Linked DNA regions of Macaca mulatta: region 2 is linked to region 1. The links are chromatin contacts, called in public Hi-C maps. All regions are on one chromosome and are shown on one strand. The core of a region is the stretch at or near the end of the contact, and the rest is flanking DNA. Distances in the headings are between cores, read along the strand shown.

Evidence for each region. A called contact is a pair of places that touch in the nucleus more often than the background predicts.
Region 2: a Hi-C map of cortical neurons shows a contact between it and region 1, with 5 times the contacts expected there. The contact joins the promoter of SOAT1 here to the promoter of TOR3A in region 1. A contact is called at or near these places in 2 of 14 Hi-C or Micro-C datasets (cortical neurons and fetal cortex germinal zone).

The regions. Positions count from the first base shown.
Region 1 is chr1:36,489,364-36,494,102 of T2T-MMU8v2.0, forward strand. TOR3A (torsin family 3 member A) reads left to right here and starts at 1,755. Exons shown (of 6, transcript NM_001265670.1): 1 at 1,755-2,089; 2 at 2,632-2,745. The coding sequence starts at 1,816.
Region 2 is chr1:36,689,641-36,694,705 of T2T-MMU8v2.0, forward strand. SOAT1 (sterol O-acyltransferase 1) reads left to right here and starts at 2,091. Exons shown (of 15, transcript XM_078000918.1): 1 at 2,091-2,210. LOC144340560 (a long non-coding RNA gene) reads right to left here and starts at 1,957. Exons shown (of 4, transcript XR_013416813.1): 1 at 1,528-1,957.

The DNA of each region.
Region 1 (4,739 bases), core at 505-3,004:
GCATGGGACCGTTCAGTAACACACAGGGTTGCACAAATAGAAAATGGTAATCACTATGATAGACTGCCATTCAGACTGAAGCGACATTTGTTGAGTGAGTTAATTTTTTTTTTTTTTTTTGAGATGGAGTCTTGTGCTGTCACCCAGGCTGGAGTGCAGTGGCACGATCTTGGCTCACTGCAACCTCCGCACCCTGGATTCAAGCCATTCTCCTGCCTCAGCCTCCTGAGTAGCGGGGATTACAGATGCGCGCCATCACACTCCGCTAATTTTTGTATTTTTAGTAGAGACTGGGTTTCGCCATGTTGGCCAGGCTGGTCTCGAGCTCCTGATTTCGGGTGATCCGCCCTCCTCGGCCTTCTAAAGTACTAGGATTACAAGCCTAAGCCACCGCACCCGGCCTAATTTGTTTGGTTTTCCAGTAAGCACTGTGGTGTATGTGCTGTTAATTGTCTCTGGTGGACTCCACAAGCTTAATGTACACAGTGCTGGGCTGGTGCCATGGCTGCTTCTCTGAAAAGTTTTTGACATCACAGCGAATGGCTGAGACACTACGAACATTTTACTTTTCATCTCAACCTTGTGTCCAGCAAAGGTGCTTGTCTAGTTTCTGTAGCTGTTTGAATGAAAGGCGCAAATTTGGTGTGCTGCTGAGAATGGAGCAGACCTGGCACTGGGTGTAATCTAAGAGACGGGGGTGAAGAGATGAGTCAAGTTGCCTGTGACATTTGTGACACAGGGTGCTCAGATTCACCTTGCTGTCTGGAGGGCCCACCCTCAAAGCCACTAAACATGACGACATTAGCCAAGTCCTCTGATCTCTCTAGACAGCAGTTTTCTCCTAAGACAAGATGGCTTTTTGGCCATTGGCTGAAGTAAGCCAGGTGATTTTAAACAATGCATTAAGCTCTTCTGAAATCTAACAGCCTTGTTCCAAGCTGCTCGCTATGGAGAAGAGCGCGCTGAGGGAAAGAGGCCTGTAGTCTTTTGCCAGTGGTGTCGGATGGGCTACTCAGTCCCAGCACTTGAAAGTTGCAAACCTAGTCAAGAAAGTGCACACAGTACTTCACCTTTTTATGAGATATAATTACATTGACATGACGCCTTATGATTTACCCGTGACTCGGGGGGTTTCCAAAATCCAAACACTTCCAGACTGGGGCCCGTCAATCAGCTTCCTCTTGCTTTTCGTGGACTCCCAAACTGTGGAAACCTGCTGGTGTTTTGCTGCGGTTTCATTTCCCTCTGCGGAGGAGCCAGGGCAACCTCGGCCAGACAGGCACCCAGCTGCGCCCTTCTTTCCAGGGCCTCTTCACTCAGCTGACTCTCCTGGCCTGCCTAATGCTCCTGGCTGAGACGGTGTCCCGGCTTCCTCTAACAGGTTGGCGAGAAGTTGATCTGCAAACGCGAGGCAGAGCAGGAGTGTCCTTATTCGGTAGGCCTCTGATGGGCCACCAGGTCCGTCCGAAAGTCCTAGCCGAGTGATTGACAGTGGCCATTTCAAAGCCTGATTTCACCTTTGCAACCACAATCACGACCCAGAATAAACTGCTTCCAGGAAGCCAGTTAGTTGCACCTTGCCTGAAGTCAGTCTCCGGACTGCCTCTCAGGACCCCCGCCAGGGTTTCGGGTTCCCGCCTGGGTCACGTGTACGGAGGCTGCCAGTGCGCACTCAGCCCGGCCCGCCGGTCGCCAGAGCAACACCAATCCCGGGTTCACTCCCGCCTCGGAAGTGCGGTCCCCGCCCGACAGCCCCCGGCTTAAGGGAGCCTGGCTAGGCCGGCAGCCAGAGGGTCCCGCAGCTTGGGGCCGGCCATGCTTCGCGGCTCGTGGCGCCAGCTTTGGCTCTTTCTCCTGTTGTTGCTGCTGCTGCTGCTGCTCCCGGGCGCGCCTGAGCCCCGCGGCACCTCCAGGCCGTGGGAGGGAACCGACGAGCCGGGCTCGGCCTGGGCCTGGCCGGGCTTCCAGCGCCTGCAGGAGCAGCTCAGGGCGGCCGGCGCCCTCTCCAAGCGGTACTGGACGCTCTTCAGCTGCCAGGTGTGGCCGGACGACTGTGACGAGGACGAGGAGGCAGCCGCGAGGCCCCTGGGTAAGACCCCGTCCCCGCGGCCCGCCGTTCGCTGCGGAGCAGAGTGCGATCCGGGCGCGGCTGTGGTCGCCTCGCTCCTGCCCCGGGCGACGTCAGGGCCCGCAGTTCTGCTCCGCTCAGCCGCCGGTACCGGCTGTAGGCGGGGGCAGCCTCCGCGGAGCAGGGAGCCCCATCACCGCTCCGGCCCCACTCGCATCCCCGGTGCCGCCCCCTGCGGCCTGGCTGCCCGTCCCCTGCCGCCCCTCATCCCCGCGCTTTCCAGACTCGCTTGCACCGCCTGTGCCGTCTCCCAGCCCACCCTGGCGTTATTCGAAGGTGCTGCTCTTGACAGCGTCCGCTGTGGACATGCCTGGTGACTGCCGTCTCCCTTGCTGCTTTTGGACGCAGGGCTTGAGGACCGACAGTGGGCTGAGCTGGGGCTGGCAGTTGGAATCTGAGTTCTGGGTGTCGCTCTGTCCCTGACAAATTGTGTGGCAACGTTGCCGCATCACTGTCGAGCTCCGGATGGTCTCCTCTCGGTCTCACAGCTCTTCCTTTTCCAGGCTGGCGCCTTTCCCTGTTGGGCCAGCGGTACTTGGATCTCCTGACCACGTGGTACTGCAGCTTCCAAGACTGCTGCCCCGGTGGGGATTGCAGAATCTCCAACAACTTTACAGGTTGGACCTCGCATGGCTTCAAGGGACTAGGGATCTGTGGGGAGGGGACGCAGTCCAGGGGAAATGGTTAGATGCAAGGGACCTTTCGTCATCCTGTCCAACCTCCCCACAAGCAGGAACTTCTGCCACAGTCTGAGGTTTTGAAGGAGTACCAAATGCTTGAGAGTCAGGGAAGCCCCTTTTTGGCCTCTAGCTTAATAGCCCAGGCAAACTGAGCTGTTTCGTGCATCTTGAGGATCCATGGGAATGCCATGAACACATCACACTCAGCTAAGCTGGGAGGAGGGAACAGGCCCTCATTACCACCGTGTGTCCCCTGTCTAAACAGGTTTTCCTCTGCTCATTTGTCAGCTACCCCCACCATGTCCTCCCGCATCCCTGAGAGCGTTTCCAAGGAGAAGAGAATACCTAATATCTGTTATACATACCAGGCACTGTGCTAAGAGTTTCAAAGGGATTAACTCATAATCCAACATCTCCTTTGATCTCTAGGAGAGTCAGGCCCAGAGCACCTTGTTTCACTCTAAACAGAAACAGGGACCTCTCAGAGGGGCTGGAACTATCCAGTGAGAGAACTGATCAGAAATTCTGGGTTATGATTACAAGTGTCCCTTTCTTTTTTTTTTTTTTTTTTTTTTGAGACAGAGTCTTGCTTTGCATCCACACTGGAGTGCAGTGGTGCGATCTCAGCTTACTGCACCCTCTGCCTCCCGGGTTCAAGCAATTTTCCTGCCTCAGCCTCCCGAGTAGCTGGGATTACAGGTGCCCACCACCACGTCCGGCTAATTTCTGTAGTTTTAGTAGAGACGTGGTTTCACCATGTTGGCCAGGCTGGTCTTGAACTCCTGACCTTGTGATCTGCCCACCTCGGCCTCCCAAAGTGCTGGGATTACAGGTGTGAGCCACTGCACCCGGCAACCAGTATTTTCTAATTAGTTTGGGTGACTTGATTTGCATATTGCAGTTGATTTGCATTTTCACTCTCACAAGGTCATCTTTGGCCCCATGTTCTGAAACCTATTCAGACATTTGCAAAAGCTTCCTCTCTTTTCCCCAGGAGCAATTTCTTACCCAGAGTTCTGATCCCAGCTCCTTCAGTCTCCATAAATGAGGCCCACCTTAGATATTTAGGTCACTTAATTGGCCAAAATGCCAATAACACAGTGTTTTTAGGGACACAGTCTGGCTCAGGACAGAAGATAGGAGTACATACAGGTCAGGAAGTCTGAATTTGGATCACTGCTGACTTGGATAAGACCCTAGGTGGCAATTAGCGAGTTACTTTCTGCCCTCAACTACGTTCTGCCCTCAACATGCCTGTTCGACAAAGGCCTGGATATCCAAATTGTTGCGGCCGGGGAATCAGAGACTCCTCCACTGGATTCCTAGTCTTGCCTCTTCCTTGCTGGCAGAGTCCTTCCCAAGTGTCCATTTCCTCAGCTGTATTTTATTTTATTTATTTATTTATTTTGAGACCAAGTCAGTCTCTGTCACCCAGGCTGGAGTGCGGTGGCGTGATCTCGGCTCACTGCAACCTCCGCCTCCCAGGTTCAAGCGATTCTCTTCCCTCAGCCTCCCAAGTAGCTGGGATTATAGGCGCACGCCACCATGCTTGGCTCATTTTTGTATTTTTAGTAGAGATGGGGTTTTGCCACATTGACCAGGCTGATCTCGAACTCCTGACCTCAGGTGATCCACCCACCTCGGCCTCCCAAAGTGCTGGGATTACAGGCGTGAGCCACCTCGCCCAGCCAGTTTCTTCAGCTTTAAATGGGAATAATAATGCCTGCCTTGCAGAATTGTGAAGACTAAATGTAAAACACTTAGCCCAGTTCTGAATACAGAGAAAACAGCAAATGTTAATTTTCTTCTATGTCACTACTACTTTTGGAGCAATGTGTGATACCCTCAACGTTTTATCATAGACCTTGACCTCCCAAGGCTCCAGAATACACGCTCTGGGCTGGCTTGAGGTGTTCAACCAATTGATCCTG
Region 2 (5,065 bases), core at 841-3,340, 200 kb after region 1:
CTTGTACTCCTGGCCTCAAAGTGATCCTCCTGCCTCAGTCTCCCAAAGTGCTGGGATTATAGGCTTGAGCCACCTGTTTGTTTCCTTTCATACCTAGTCCTGCAGAACATAAGCCTCTAAGTGCAGGGGTTTCTTCTGTTTATTCACTGTTGTATTTCTAGCACCAAGAATACTATCAATATTTTTTGAATGAATGAATCAAACAGTGAAAAAGCGGGTCATCTTGGTGTGTATAAAAGGTAGCGAACAGAATCCCAACAGAAATGAGTCCCTATGTTCCTACTGCTCTATAACTAGTGGGAGTAGGGAGGGGAAGCAGCTGGGGTCTACCAGACCCTGTCACCAACTAGTTGGCACACGTGGCAATCACAGTTGTAGAAGAGGCCAAATGGAGCACTTCTGCCAATGACAGCCAGTACTAAACTCGACTGGACACTGAGGGCCAGTTCTGCTTTGAGTGAACAGTGCAGCCTGCTGGGTGGCCAAGGGAACGTGTACAAATCCACTTTGTTTAAAGGACCACAGAAGTAGTCAGTTCTGTTAAACCTCATCTATTTCTTCGGGGATTTTTGTCCTGGGGAGGAGTGGGGAAGAAGCAATTAGTCAGGCCAGGCTAGCCGGTATTAGTTTGCAGGCTGCGAGTGCAACTCTTCAGTCTCTGTTCCTCTCATCATTGCCTTTTCACCTACCTTTACCCTAATTCACCTACACCTCTGCCTTCACAAAATCCAAGCGATTAACTATTGTATTTAATCTCTGTCCCAAATCTCTCTGCATCATTCTTCTTTTGATTATGAAGTCACGAGGGCCCTTTATTTATTTTATTTAATTTTTAAAAATTTTTTTATTTTTGAGACGGAGTCTTGCTCTGTCGCCCAGGCTGGATGGAGTGCAGCCGCACGATCTTGGCTCACTGCAACCTCCACCTCCCGGGTTCAAGCGATTCTCCTGCCTCAGCCTCCCAAGTAGCTGGGACTACAGGCGCCCACCACCACACCCGGCTAATTTTTTTTGTATTTTTAGTAGAGACGGGGTTTCACCGTGTTAGCCAGGATGGTCTCGATCTCCTGACCTCGTGATCCGCCCGCCTTGGCCTCCCAAAGTGTTGGGATTACAGGTGTGAGCCACCGTGCCCGGCCCTATTTATTTTGTTTTTAAAACTTTTTTTGAGAAGGAGTTTTGCTCTTATTGCCCAGGCTGGAGTGCAATGGCATAATCTAGGCTCACTGCAACCTCCGATTTCCGGGTTCAAGCAATCCTCCTGCCTCAGCTTCCCGAATAGCTGGGATTACAGGCGCGCGCCACGACGCCCGGTAATTTTTTGTATTTAGTAGAGACGGGGTTTCACCATGTTGGTCAGGCTGGTTTCGAACTCCTAACCTCAGGTGACCCAGCCACCTCAGCCTCCCAAAGTGTTGGGATTACAGGAGTGAGTCACCGCGCCCGGCCTCAAGGGCCCTTAAATATTACTTAGTTGTCCCATTATTTGGTGTGTTTTATTATTTGGTGCAGGTTTTGTCCCCTTACCTAGTTTGAATGTTGCTGAAGGACGCTGCTTTTCAAAGCCTAAGGAATCTCCTGATAAAGCACGAATCTTGGTGTGTAGATAAGTCAGCGATTCTTGCTTCTGGCTAGTTCTACGTTGTTCCTGGATGGTGAGTTCAAACTGCAATGATCCACAGCTTCAGAAGTGGCTTATTCCAGTCGGCCTAGGAGCCAAACGACCCCGCAGCTCCATGCTACCACGCAGGATGCCGTTTCGGACTTGCAGGGAGTTGTCGCAGTCCGGTTTTGGCTTCACCTTCTACAGCTAGGGTGGAAGTGTCAAGCAAGATGTTGTCGCTGGTGTCATGATGTCCAGGTGAGAAGCTTACCTGGCAGGCTGCCAGGGCCAGCTAAGAGGGCTGGCGCCGGGAACCCGCGCGCCCGGGAAGGGGCGGGGAGGTGGGCGGAGCCTGGCAACCTCGGGACCACCAATAGGATGCTCAGCCGGAGCTGGCCCTGCGCGTGACGCAGCGGAGCTCGGAGGCAGGGGGCGTAGGGGCCGGGCTGTCCGGCGCTTTATCTTTCTCTGCCGCCCAGCAGGCGACGTTGCGGGCGCTGGGCGCCAGGAGAGGTTCCCGGAGCCGACCTTCCGGCTGGCCGCTCTGTGACTGCTTCCCGGCTCTGCCCTCTTGGCTGAAGTCCCCGCTGCCGGGCGCGGGCCTCAGGTAACGGTGGTGCTCCCGCGCCTCTCCTCGCTTCCCGCTTGGATCCACCGGCCTCAGCCCGCGGGGAAGCGGTGGCGGCAGCAGCTCCGACTCGGCCTTGTCCTGGGCTGTGCTGGGGCGAAGGCGAGACTCGGCGAGTGCAGGGGAGTTGGGGAGGAGAGGGCGGGAAAGTTACCGTGAGGCGCCCGGGTTACGGGAAGCCTTTTAAACCCTGCACGCTGGTTTGGTATTCCCGAAATCTCGTGGCATCTCTCAAGTCGGTAGTAAAGAAAGTTAGGAATTGGAAGACGTTTTATTCTTTAAAAAGCGAAACCAAAAATGCACTCAGGAAGTCAGCTTTTTAATGATTTAGAGAAAATGTGTGAAGGGAAGGATGGCATTAGCAAGACATGAAAATCTGTATGGGCACCAGAACCTTTAATCAAGCTCATGTTTTATTTTAAAATATTAGGATGTACTGAAGTTTCTGTTTTCCCTAAGTGTTAATGGCCATGTAATTTAAATAATATGTATATTGAACGACCATCTCTAAGTGAGAAACAACTATATAAACTTTATTCTCTGTATTTATATATAGGTTAAGTTCGTTGGTCACTTATTTTTGTTTGAGACGGAGTCTTGCTCTGTCGCCAGGCTAGAGTGCAGTGGCGCAATCTCGGCTTACTGCAACCTCCGCTTCCCGGGTTCAAGCGATTCTCCTGCCTCAGCCTCCCGAGTAGCTGGGATTACAGGCGTGCGCCACCACGCCCAGGTAATTTTTGTAGTTTTAGTAGAGACGGGGGTTCACCATGTAGGACCAGGCTGGTCTCGAACTCCTGACCTCAAGTGATCCGCCCGCTTCGGCCTCCCAAAGTGCTGGAATTACAGGCGTGAGCCACCGCACTTGGCCTGTTGGTCACTTTTTAATGTTTAAGTGACTGCCACCTATTTAAACTTTTTTTTTTTTTTCCAGCGTACTTGATTTCCTCTTCCTTGAAGTAGAATTCAGTTTGAAGCTTTTTGTGTGTGTGTACCTTTTAAAAGTTGGGCGGTGTCAGTGAATGACTTGTTAAGGAAGTCTGTGTGTTGTCTGGGTGTGAGAATCGGTTTTGGAAGGAGGTCTGTGGCATTGAATTGTCGTTTAGAAATGCACGTGTTTTAGTGAATCATGTGCTAAGAACCCCTCTGAGGTTTCGCAATCTTTTAGGATAAAGACCTACTGAGTGAGCACACTCTTTCTATCTCTGGTTCATTTGGCCCACTTTCCTTCTGACTTTCCAGGTTCGTGCCACACTGGCTTTATTTTTGTTACTGGAAAGCTACATTTTCTTTCCTATCTCCTGGCTTTTGGGAGTTTCCTCCACCTCTAATGCTATATTCTCTCCCTCCCTCCAACTCTTATACCTGCCTCATGTATCAGCCCACATATCGCTTCCTTTGGAAATCACCCCATCCCCATTAAGCCCTCCACGAACTCTTTATTCTCCTTAGCAGAAGTTGATCATTAATTGTAATGAATTAGTTGCTTTGTTCCTCTGCTAGTACATTTCATGAAGGCTGGTTTAGCCTATCTGTTAATTCTCAGGGTTGGCCCAATGAAAGAATCAGTAAGTTGGTAGACAGAGGAAGGAACTTTTGAATGAGAAATATAGTGATCCCCGCTTAGCCGCTTTCTGTAGTGTCAGCTACCTAAGGTGGGAAACAAGAGTACAATAAGACATTCCAAGAGAGACCAAGTGAATTTTAATACAATACATTGTTAATCTCTTACTATGCCTAACTTACTGAAACTTTGCCTCCCAGGTTCAAATGATTCTCATGCCCCAGCCTCCCAAGTAGCTGGGATTACAGGCGTGTCCCACTATGCTCGGCTAATTTTTTTTTTTTTAAGATGGAGTTTGGCTCTTTGTTGCCCAGGCTGGAGTGCAATGGCGCGATCTCGGCTCACCGCGACCTCCGCCTCCTGGGTTTAGGCAATTCTCCTGCCTCAGCCTCCTGAGTAGCTGTGATTACAAGCGCCTGCCACCACACGTGGCTAATTTTTTTTTCTTTTTTTTTTTTTTTATTGGTAAAGACTGGTCATATCTTACTGATCAGGCTGGTCTTGAACTTCCGACCTCAGGTGATCCCCGGCTCAGCCTCCCAAAATTCTGGGATTACAGGCATGAGCCACCGCACCCAGCTCCCCTGGCTAATTTTTGTATTTTTAGTAGAGACTGAGAGGGTTTCACTGTGTTGGGCAGACTGGTCTCAAACTCCTGACCTCAGGTGATCTGTCTGCCTTGGCCTCCCAAAGTGCTGGGAATACAGGCATGAGCCACTTTGCCTAGCCTGTAGATGAAACTTTATAATAGGTATGTGTAGGAAAAAACAACGTGTATTGGATTCACTGTTATCCACCGTTCTAGGCATCCACTGGGAGTCTTGGACCGTATCCCCCATGGATATGGGAGAACTACTGTATTAACCAGGGAAGAGTCCCTTTTTCCTATGGGAAAAAAAATGGAGAAAGTTTTTAACAAAGACTAGCTAAATTCATTTTTTTAAGAGGATGGCTTTGTTTTGCTTTTTTTTTTTTTTTTTTTTTTGCCACATTGGTTAAGAGATTATACTAACCATACAGATGTAAATGAGAATTTGTTCCTGTTCTTTAGTTCTGCTAATTACTTAATGACCCAGTTCTGTGACATGTAAAAGTTGTAGCGCTGTGTTAGGGCAAACCTTTGGGTGCCAGAGGGAAAGTTTTTTTGCTCTGGATTGTAAATTCTATCCACAGTTGTGTCCCTTTTCCCCCACTGAATCTAAGGGTGATGTGGCAAAGTTCTTCACCTGGAGTGGGCACTCAGTATTTGTGATTCACATTTTTTTTTTTTTTT